Linked DNA regions of Macaca mulatta: region 1 is linked to region 2. A link is a contact called in public Hi-C data. All regions are on one chromosome and are shown on one strand. Each heading gives the region's core, a stretch centred on a gene start, on an enhancer-like site or on the middle of the called end of the contact. The rest is flanking DNA. Distances are from core to core; before and after follow the strand shown.

What was found. A called contact is a pair of places that touch in the nucleus more often than the background predicts.
Region 1: a contact with region 2 is called in a Hi-C map of liver, with 3 times the contacts expected there. The contact joins the promoter of PICK1 here to the promoter of DMC1 in region 2. A contact is called at or near these places in 3 of 14 Hi-C or Micro-C datasets (CD4 T cells, fetal cortical plate and liver).

What each region holds. Positions count from the first base shown.
Region 1 is chr10:13,444,313-13,449,894 of T2T-MMU8v2.0, forward strand. It overlaps PICK1 (protein interacting with PRKCA 1), which reads right to left and starts at 1,618. Exons shown (of 13, transcript NM_001265891.1): 1 at 1,491-1,618; 2 at 1,226-1,323. The coding sequence starts at 1,266.
Region 2 is chr10:12,961,283-12,966,882 of T2T-MMU8v2.0, forward strand. DMC1 (DNA meiotic recombinase 1) reads left to right here and starts at 1,624. Exons shown (of 14, transcript XM_001094012.5): 1 at 1,624-1,777; 2 at 3,859-3,942; 3 at 4,525-4,569. The coding sequence starts at 3,892.

The DNA.
Region 1 (5,582 bases), core at 368-2,867, 480 kb after region 2:
CCCAGCTCTGCCATTTATCAGCTACAGAACTTGGTTTCTTTTGAGGCAGAGTCTTGTTCTTGTCGCCCAGGCTGGAGTGCAATGGCACAATCTTGGCTCACTGCAACCTCCGCCTCCCGGGGTTCAAGTGATTCTCCTGCCTCAGCCTGCGGAGTAGCTGGGACTACAGGCGCCTGCCACCATGCCTGGCTAATATTTTTTGTATTTTTAGTAGAGACGGGGTTTCACCATGTTGGCCAGGCTGGTCTTTAACTCCTGACCTCAGGTGATCCGCCTGCCTCAGCCTCCCAAAGTGCTGGGATTACAGGCGTTAGCCACCATGCCCAGCCAGCTATGGGACTTGGGTAAGTCACCCTCTTACCCAAGCATCTCAATTTCTTCATCCATAAAATGGGGATGAGCACCCTTATCAGAGTTCTTCTAACCATGCATGGAGGGCGCTAACAGCAACCCAGTCCACAGCAGGCACTCCATAAAAACAGGTCTCCCTTCCCTTTCATTTATTCGATCTCTGAGATTTGAGCCAGGTTCTGTCCTTGTCACCTTATCAGGCATCTATGGAATATGACGGCCACCTACTCCAAGGAGTCTTCCTCTATTAAACCATCTACCTCCCACCTCTCAACTGCTCAATTACCTCTCAGTTTCCACTATAAATTAGCATTGACTGGTGTTTTATGGTAAGTACTCACGCTGATTCACTTATTCATTCAAAAAAATTTGCTAACAACCTACTGATGTCAAGCCCCTTACTAAGTGCTGAGCACAGAGCAAGGCATTGCACCCACTCCTTGATCTGAAAGAGGATATATTCTAATGGGAAGACAAATCTAATGTTTGAAAATCTGTCCTACTAACGATCTATGTTGGGAAAGAAGGTGTGTCTACAATATTCCTATTAAACCTTCAAAACCTGGTTCAATTGCTACCTCCTCCATGAAGCTTTCCTTGACCACCCCAGCAGAAGCACTGCTCCATCTGCTTTGCTCTTCTTGTCACCAAGTCATGCTAATAGTGCCCTTACGGCACTGAGCTGTGATTATCCTTTTAACTGTCCACAGCCCCCTACAAATAGTGAGCTCCTGGGAAAGCAGGGTCCGTTGCTGCTTCAGTACAACACCTGATCCACCGCTGAGAAGCAAGGCTTTGTGGGACTGGGAAGTCCTGGGAAATGAGAAACTTGGGGCTCCTACACTGCTGGAACTTGGGGGAATAAAATACTCACAGTTTATCCTCTTCGATGTCATAATCCAAGTCTGCAAACATGGTTCCGAGAGTTGGAGTGGGCTGGCTAACTGCCCAGCTCGGTAGGGGAATGGGGAACTGGATCCGGGAGAGAAAGGAGCATAGGATTTAGGGAACCGAAGTGCATAAATGCCAACGCCACCCCTCCCTCCATCACCCTCATACGGGACAGCAGGGCCCTCCTCTTCCCCTCTGGAGTGGGATGGGACAGTCTCCGGGTGGGGGGCTGGGTAGGTGATTCTTACTAGGTACAAAGGGGGACTCCAGGCCAGGGCGATAGGCTCAGATCCCAGAGCCCGCCCCACGGGTCTCCAGGCCCTGAGGAGCTGCCTCTGTCGCTCACCGGAAGCGTTGGTACCACAACCGGGTCCGGGCCAGGCTGGTACCTGAACCCACCTGCCGTTCCACCTGGCGGTGGCCGCTACTGTCACGTCACTTCCGGCAGGACGCGGAAGTCCCGCCTTTTCCCACACTGGATATTTGCTCCAATCCCTGCAGACAATCCTTCCCTTCCCGGCTCTCGGGACGCTCGGAACCAAGAACAAGAACAAGTATTGGCGGAAGCTCGCCGTTAGTAGGAACAAGCGAAAACAGAGGAAAGGTCTGGACAGGCTGACAGCATCTAACCCCGCCCTTTGCCCTGCTGCCGCCGCCATCTTGGGAAGGGCAGGATTGGTCCCAACTTCTTCAGCCGCACGCAGGGGCCCGCGCCTACCCGGCGGTTGCCATGGCAACGAAAGCATCCCTGAGCTGGGGTTACCTCCGGCGAGGCTCAGTGGACTATAAACCGCGAGACATGCCCTTTCACCCCTTCACCACCTGGGCCTGTGACTCCCCTACTAGAACGGCCCTTTGAGGTCCCAGCCCATCCCAGTTTCGCCAACTTAAGTGCCAAAGAGCAGGGAGTGATTTTGTGCGGGGCCACACACAGTTGGTGTAAGATCTGGATCGTGGCCCTGAAACTCCCGCCGCCTAGTCTAGGGGTCTTTGAATGTCCAAACACTAAACAAAGAGCCAGGAGAGGTGTATTCAGTGGGTCTTACAATTAAGGACAGACTGGACATGCTCCCTTCCCTTTATGTGCCTCAGTTTCCCCATAGGTAAACTAAGGCCATTGAGGTAAATGCTTTCTATGGTATATGGTGAAAGATTTCTCACACCCCCTCCTCCTTCCTTAGTCCTGAGGAGCAGCCTAACTGGGGTCCCAGGGAGGGTCACAGTCCCCATGTATCTGAGGCTCGGGAAATGCTCTCAGTGCTCCCCAATTGAAAAGTCCGAATCTTGTCTCCTCGCCAGCCTCTGCTGCCACTGCTACTGTGTAAAGTGGGTTCCCTGAGGGAGGGTGGCTCTCCTAGAGCCACAGCCAGGCATCCACCTCACCCGGCAGCATGGGGCCAGGCCCATCCAGCTTGCTTCCCCAGCTGCCCCAGGAGCCATGGAGGAAAGATATAGAAGGATGATTGTCCACATATCCCACGGCCGATGGAAGCCCCACCCTACTCTCTCCTTAGGTGGCTAATTGAGTCTGGACAGATGTGCAGAATGCCGTGACAGCAACAGCCTTCCCACTGTCCACTGCTCTCCAGTCAGATCACTTTCACAGGATTTTAAAGCTCACCATCACCCTGTGAGAGGAGACCAAGTCTTGCCAGCCACATTGTGCAGGCAAGGAAACTGAGGCCCAGGGAAGCCTCTTCCTCTGGTATCATAGCGGCAGGGCAAGGGTTGGAAAAACCAAGCTCTGTTTCCAGGCCAGAATTTTGGTTTCAAAAAGCAGCAGTCTAAGGCCAGGTGCAGTGGGGCACACCTGTAATCCAAGCTATTCGGGAGCCTGAGGCAGGAGAATTGAAAATGGGAGAGGGAGGTTGCAGTGAGCTGAGATCAGGCCATTGCACTCAGCCTGGGCGACAGAACAAGACTCCATCTCAAAAAAAAAAAAAAAAAAAAAAAAAAGGCAGCGGTCTCCAAACCCAGGTGCCTCAACATGGATTGTGGCTCTTCCGGCCCATGACGATGCTAGCTCAAGCCCAGGCTCTGCCATTTTGTAGCTGGGAGGTCTTGAGTAAGTCACTGTCTCACTCTGAGCCTCGGGTACCTGTAGAATGGGGAAATGACGCCTGCCACCAGGTATTTGTGAAAGTCAAGATTAAAAGGAGAGGCTGGGGCGAGGTGGCTCATGCCTGTAATCCCAGCACTTTGGGAGGCCGAGGAGTGTGCATCATGAGGTCAGGAGTTGGTATAAGATCTGGATCATATATCTGGACCAGCCTGGCCAACATGGTGAAACCCCGTCTCTACTAAAAACACAAAAATTAGCCAGGCGTCGTGGTATGCACCTGTAATCCCAGATACTCAGGAGGCTGAGGCAGGAGAATCCTTGAACCCAGGTGGTGGAGGTTGCAGTAAACCGAGATTGCGCCATTGCAGGCCAGCCTGGGTGACAGAGCCAGACCCCATCTCAAAAACAAAAGATTAGAAGGAAAAACAGGTGTGAATGCTTTGTAAACAATTTGCTTGGCACAGCTGTCACTCTGACCTCAAAACCCCCTACCCACTCTGGCCTTTCTTCCCAGGTTGGGGAAGATGCCCCTCTTTGCTGCCTTGTTCAGCCGTTGCCTGCAGGCTCCGCTCTAATTCACCTCTTCCCGGCAGGCTTAGCAGACGATCTCAGCTCATATATCTTGCTCCCTTTTCTGAGCTCCTGAGCAATTGCTATTTGAATCATTCGTTCAGCAATTTGCTGTGTATTTGCCTTGTGAAATCTCTTCATGGTTTTCCTGAGCCAATTCTGCAGTGATTAATTTATTACATGCTTGTATTCTGTCTGGCAAGGTTTTTATCCCCTTTAAATGTGGGGCTTAGAGCTCACAGTTTGATAAATTATAAAACGCTTCTCCATGTCCCTCTTCTTGTATTCTGTTTCTCTACTGACTTTTTTTTTTTAAGATGGAGTCTTGCTCTTTCACCCAGGCTGGAGTGTGAAGTGGCACAATCTCAGCTGATTTCAACCTTTGCCTCCTGGGTTCAAGTGATTCTCCTGCCTCAGCCTCCCAAGTAGCTGGGACTACAGGCGCCTGCCACCACGCTGGCTAATTTTTGCAATGTTTTTTCTTTTTTCTTTCTTTTTCTTTTTTTTTCTTTTTTTTTTTTTTTTTTTTGAGATGGAGTCTCGCTCTTGTCGCCCAGGCTGGAGTGCAATGGCATGATCTCAGCTCACTGCAACCTCTGCCTCCGGGTTCAAGCAATTCTCCTGCCTCAGCCTCCTGAGTAGCTGGAATTACAGGCCCCCACCACTGTGCCCAGCTAATTTTTTGTATTTTTAGTAGAGATGGGGTTTCACCATGTTGGCCAGGCTGGTCTCGAACTCCTGACCTCAGATGATCCACCCACCTCGGCCTCCCAAAGTGCTAGGATTACAGGTGTGAGCCACCACACCCGGCCTCTTTCTCTACTTACTTTCTAATCTCTGGCACCCCCATCTTCCGTAGGATACTTGGAATTCATCAACAGGTGTCATTGTGACAGACAAGAAAAAGGAAATTGGATTGCTTTGTAATACCTGTTGGTGTGAAAATGTCACAATCCGCTTAGCTTTTTTAGCAGAGGGGGTCACCGAAATCAGCCCACACAGCAGAGGAACATGTCCCAGTCAATTGAGGGGGTCTGGTTGGGACCAGGAATCTATTTGATGGAAAAGAACATTCAAGTACCTTATTCTGTCACCCAAATAAGCACTTGTTGTCTTTCCAGCTGGACAGGAAGCCCCTGGTCGGGGGGCAGGTGCTCTGTTTTGCCCTTCTCTGAATTGCCCACAAAGTCCAGCACATACCTGGCTGCAAATCTAGTGCTTGCAGAAATCGCTGCAGCTTTAGTATGAGACGAGACTTTCTCTGGGTCCAGGAAGAGAGGACTTGGATGGGCAGAGGGAGTCAAGAGGGTTGGATGTCTCAGAGAAGAGATGAGGAGGGCCTCAACAGGGACAGTAGCAGTGGCCCGTTTCCTCCACAAGGCTGGAATCACCAGGCCATGTCTAGGTCCTGAATTTTGGAGCTCCCCTAGCCCAGGGTGACTCCATTTCAAATCCCAGCTCCGTTCTTTTAGCTGGAGGACCTTGGAAAAGTCACCCTTTGTCTCTGAGCCTTGGTGTCTGTGGAGTGAGGATGATGATCCTCCCAAGATAGTAGTTAAAAAGAGGAAGACAGGCTGGGCACAGTGGCTCACACCTCTAATCCCAGCACTTTGGGAGGCCAAGGTGGGTGGATCACCTGAGGTCAGGAGTTCAAAACCAGCCTGGCCAACATGGCAAAACCCCGTCTCTACTAAAAATACAAAAAATT
Region 2 (5,600 bases), core at 374-2,873:
AAAGACTAATTTTTTTTGGTTCCGATTTGAGTGGAAAGGTCTTCATGTGCACTTTTTAACTGCCCCAGAGTTTGTTGTTGTTTTAAACATTTTAAAAGTTGTCTCTCACCATCAATATGATACCCAAATAAGATCTTTCTCCTCCCTTCATGAATTTGTCATTACCCAGCTCATTTTAGTTTCTTTAAGTGTACTGCACACAACCTTCAAATATTATGAACATTTCTCTCTCCCAGCTGTCACTACACCAAACTACATATGTTATATTTCCCTAAATCATCTTGCTGTGCTCTTTGCAGCTCTTCTGTAGACTGTTGATGTCTTCACCTAACGAGTTGCTCAAAAGTTCCCATAATTATTTAGGTGAGGCCTCAGAGTGAAAGCCTTTCATCACTATCCAGTTCCTTCCCCAAATGGGCATTCATTTCCATATAACAGGGACGGCTATGTTTGGGCGAAAATAACAGATTTGGAAGCACAATGGCAGTTATTTGTTGGATCTTGAAACGATCCACCTGTTGGGGGCGGGGGAGCGTCCTACACAAAAATGCCAACTGCTATTGTGGGAATGTTTTGCTATTTATTCCAGCAAAATGATTCAGACAGAAAAAACAAAAAAGGATCGCCCTGTACTAGGTCTTGAACCCAAAGAACTGTTTGCACAGAGATTCATCCAAGATACATCACAGCCTCCACCTCGGCAGCTGCTCTCTCAAATGTTTCCTGACTCTCCTCAAGTCAGTCTCCGCGTGAGGGGAGGAGGAGGACGCTGCCAGCGATGGCGCTGCTGGCACGAAGGCTGGCCTGCGACTTCTATTTAAAAGCCGAACCAAAATATACTTGGCGTCTGTGGTCTATTTAAAACTTCAAGTTAAGACAGAGAAAAAAATTACTCTCCATCCTGAATGGGCCTTGGGTATCTCAATCACAGACAAGAGTGGCAAATGGTGAGAGTCAGAAAGTGGGAAATTAGGAACGCTGAGGGAGCACGGCCAAACTCTGAAGCCAGGCATGAAAACCCGGAGGCGAAAGAGAAGTCACGGGCAGCGGCGGCGGGGGGAAAGGGGCCCGGATTCGACCTTCTAACCCAAGGCTCCATCTGCGACCCTCGCGACCAAGACCTATTGCCAACGTCAGCCACCTCTGCTCAGCGCCCCTCCCCCGATTCAAGGCGTCCTCCTCAGAACCCTTGCCTCAGGGTCCTCTCCCGGACTTTAGCGAGGTGCTCAGTTCGAGGGACGCCCCAGCTCAACGGTCTCCTCCCTTCAAGGCCCCGCTCCTCAGGGCGCTCCCTCCACAGCGCCCCTCCCTCACTCCCTCACCTCAGCGCGCCACGCGCCGGAGGCTCCTCTTGGTTTCCCGCCCCTCAGTCCTCGCCCCGCCCCCTCGCCCTGCGCCCTGCCCCGACTCTCCCCTCGCTACGCCCCCTGCAGGCCACGCCCTCTGGTTCCCCCAACTGTGAGCCCGCTCTTCCCCCGCCCCTCCTTCTTCGCCCCGCCCCCATAGCTCCCCTCCCCGCGTCGCCCCCTGTGGGCCCGCCCGCTCCCCGCCCTTCCACCCTCACCTCGCCTCCTCAGGCTGCGCCCCGCCCCGGCCCCTTGGTCCTCGCCCCGCCTTCCTCATTTGGCGCCAAATCCTGTGGTCAACGGCGCGCGGGTTTCCAGGCTCCGCGTTCTGGGCCCGAGTTAGAATCCTGTCAGCTGAGGACTGGAAAGGTCGGGCGGGGGCAGAGGGGCTTCACCTTGAAAATCTCGGGGAGACTGTGGGTACGAGGGGGGTAAGTGGCATAAACGGACAGCGTGCGAAGACTGAGCGGACGCTCGTTTTGAGAAGGCGCGCTTCCCTTTCTCGCTCTTTTTTTTGGGGTTCCCGGGCTAGCGACTCTGAGCGTTCCGCTCCGACCCCTGGGGAGGAATTTTAGTGACCTTGAGGGATTTCCAACCTCCTTATTTTCAATCTAATCGGACCTAAGTCTAGGAGAGCCCGCCTCATCCTCCTGACCAGGGAATCCCCTGTCAGGAAAATGTCCGGCGGCCGCACGGGGTCTGCCCAGGCCTCCTGTTGAGGGAGGCGTCGAGGGCGACCCGACCGCGCTGCTGCCCCCACCAGAGGGGACAGCTGGGTGGTCTTAAACCGGGGGATTGGGGAGCCCTGCCTTCAAGCCAACCGTTCAGTCCATCGACGGCTCTTTGAGAGATGGGGGACAATCTTTTCATTTCATCACGGGGAGAAGAAATGGATGTTTTTTTCTTCGATGGGGGCAGTAAATGTGGAATTGGGGTACTCATAGCTAGCCATCTGAAGGACAGTGTCCCCGAAGATCCCATCCGAACGGTCTCGGTTGCCTTCCATCCTTTGCGGTTTGAGGTGCTGGGTGGTAGGACCCTGCTCCTGCCTTCGTATTAATAGTTCGTTCCCTTTGTTCTAAGGTCCAACCCCTGACTTTGGTATCAAATGAGGAAATGGAATCGACCAAGAAAAATGATTATTTGTACCGCATTTTATTGTAATAAACACAATCACGCCTTGTGGATTCCTGAGATTTCTCTTTGGGTCTACAATGTTAAAAACTTTAACTGCTTATCAGCCTTACTATAATATTATGATCCACCAATTTTTTTTTTTTTTTTTTTTTTTTTTTTTTTTTTTTGAGACTGAGCCTCTTACTGTCGCCCAGGCTGGAGTGCAGTGGCGCAATCTCGGCTCACCGCAACCTCCGCCTCCCAGGTTCAAGCGATTCTCCTGCCTCAGCCTCCCAAGTAGGTGGGATTACAGGCGCCCACCACCATGCCCGGCTAATTTTTTTTGTATTTTTAGTAGAGACGGGGTTTGGCCAGGCTGGTCTCGAACTCCTGACCTTGTGATCTGCCCTTCTTGGCCTTCCAAAGTGCTGGGATTACAGGCAGTGAGCCGCCGCGCCCGGCCCACCATATTTTTAAATCTTAAAAAAAATCATGAAACTAGTAAATACTGTGAAAGAAAGTATAGCTAATGTTCTATGAAACAAAAAGGTAGGTGTTACAGGAGTACCCATTCATAATCAGCAGACAGGAAGGCATTCATCATAGATGAGAAAAATAAAATCCATTTATTGAGGACAAAGTTGGAGGTGCCAGGGAGGACACAAGGAAGAATGATATATTGTCAAGGTTCTTAGAGTTTTGTTGTTAAACATAAACAAGAAAGATTAAAAGCAATAAGCAATTTTAAATAACATTTCTTTTTTTTTTTTTTTTGAGACGGAGTCTCGCTCTGTCGCCCAGGCTGGAGTGCAGTGGCCGGATCTCAGCTCACTGCAAGCTCCGCCTCCCGGGTTTACGCCATTCTCCTGCCTCAGCCTCCCGAGTAGCTGGGACTACAGGCGCCCGCCACCTCGCCCGGCTAGTTTTTTTGTATTTTTAGTAGAGACGGGGTTTCACCATGTTAGCCAGGATGGTCTCGATCTCCTGACCTTGTGATCCGCCCGTCTCGGCCTCCCAAAGTGCTGGGATTACAGGCTTGAGCCACCGCGCCCGGCCTTAAATAACATTTCAAGGCAGTAATAAAGTCATGATTAGCTGTGCAATGGAAACCAGATGATAAGTGATCACTATTGGGGAAAGAGAAGAAACTAATCACCCCCCAATTTGCCCCTCAGGCACCTGTGTGCATGTGGGGACACGCACACACACACATGCACACACAAACACACACACAAGAAATAATGCCACATGCCTCACAGAAAGAAGATAGACTGGCCTAGTCTTTCCAAGTTAAATGCTTCTCTTATTGTCCTTCTAGTCCTTGGTGACTTTGAAATGAAATCAGAGGCCCCTGGACAAAGGACTACTTCTTACATAATATTTCTTTTTTTCCCAGAAGTGATTATTTTTCTTTTGCTCACCTTTCAACATGAAGGAGGATCAAGTTGTGGCGGAAGAACCAGGATTCCAAGATGAAGAGGTATGACTAGAATGTTGAAAGATACATAGATATTCGGTCATTCCACAAAAATCAAGTTCCTTCTCTGTTAGCTACTATTTTTAGAAACTGAAAGTAGAAATAACACATAGTTATATATTGCAAATATGCAACAACTTGTTTGGCAAGGATGCTAAGATTAGCTACTTAGCAACTGGTATGAAAGTATTTTAATAACTTAACAGCTGGTATGGCCATACTGATACCTGTATACACTGGTACCGAATAGCAGCCTGGTCCTAGAGGAAGGAGTTTAGGATCTGGAGGGGAAGAGGGTTGAGAAAACATATTTAAAATAGGTCAAATGTTGTTCCAGTCCTTTGGGTAAAGGTTTCAAAATTTTAGGGAGGACATGACAAAGGTAACTGGTTTCCCAGCCCTTTCAATGTTGGTGCTTCTAAGTATGTGTTTGAAAAACAGTATTGATCTTTCCTCAATCTCTAGAGAAGTGGAATTTGAGGCATTTTGGAGTGACTCATAGTATTGAATTACCTCTTTAAAAGATGTGAAATAGCTGGATATGAAGAATCAAAGCTTCATTTTTTTCTGTTTCATCTCCTTTAGGAATCTTTGTTTCAAGATATTGACCTGTTACAAAAACATGGAATTGTAAGTAGTTTTTCAATGCTGTGTTAAATTATCTGATTCAGGATTTCTCAGCATCAACCTTACGGACATTTGGGCCTGGATAATTCTTTGTTGCAAGGGGCCGTCCTGTACATTGTAGGGTGTTTGCAACATCCTTGGCCTCTACTTACTCACTGCATGCCAGTAGCACCCCTGCAGCTGTGACAATCAAAATGTCTCCAGACATTATCAAGTGTACCCAGAGGACAAAATTAAGTTCTATACGTCAGATGACTGGAATAAATGATGTTGGCAGAAATCCAGCCTTTGAATAATGAACTGGGTGGATTTCCTTTTTTTTTTTTTTTTTTTTTTTTAATTTTTTTTTTTTTGAGACGGAGTCTCGCTCTGTCTCCCAGGCTGGAGTGCAGTGGCACGATCTCCACTCACTGCAAGCTCCGCCTCCTGGGTTCACGCCATTCTCCTGCCTCAGCCTCCCGTGTGGCTGGGACTACAGGCGCCCGCCACCGCGCCCGGCTAATTTTTGTATTTTTTTTAGTAGAGACGGGGTTTCACCGTGTTAGTCAGGATGGTCTCGATCTCCTGACCTCGTGATCCGCCCATCTCGGCCTCCCAAAGTGCTGGGATTACAGGCGTGAGCCACCGCGCCCGACCGAACTGGGTGGATTTCAACAGCAATCAGTTGATAGAACTGTGCTGACATTATCTGTTGTAGCCCTAACATTTAATCTCTTTCAGTGGTTTTAGAAAATAGAAGCAAGAGAAAATCCTGGTCCTTTGGTGATGTAGTTATTTGCATTCTCCAGGGGCAGAAGAAAAAAAAAAGTCTTTAAAAATTTAAAAGAACATGTTGGTAATGAAGTTCTGTAGAAGGAAGGAGCTGAACTGAGGGGGTGAATGTGTGATAAATTTGTTAGCTTTTCCACCAACAGACTTTTCTTTTGAATTCCTTGTTACATTGCCATGGTCTCACTAACATTCGTGGGAAATCAGGGCGCAGTCAGAACATTTGGCAGCCTGCTGAGTATGTTCTACTCAGATATTTCCAGAAC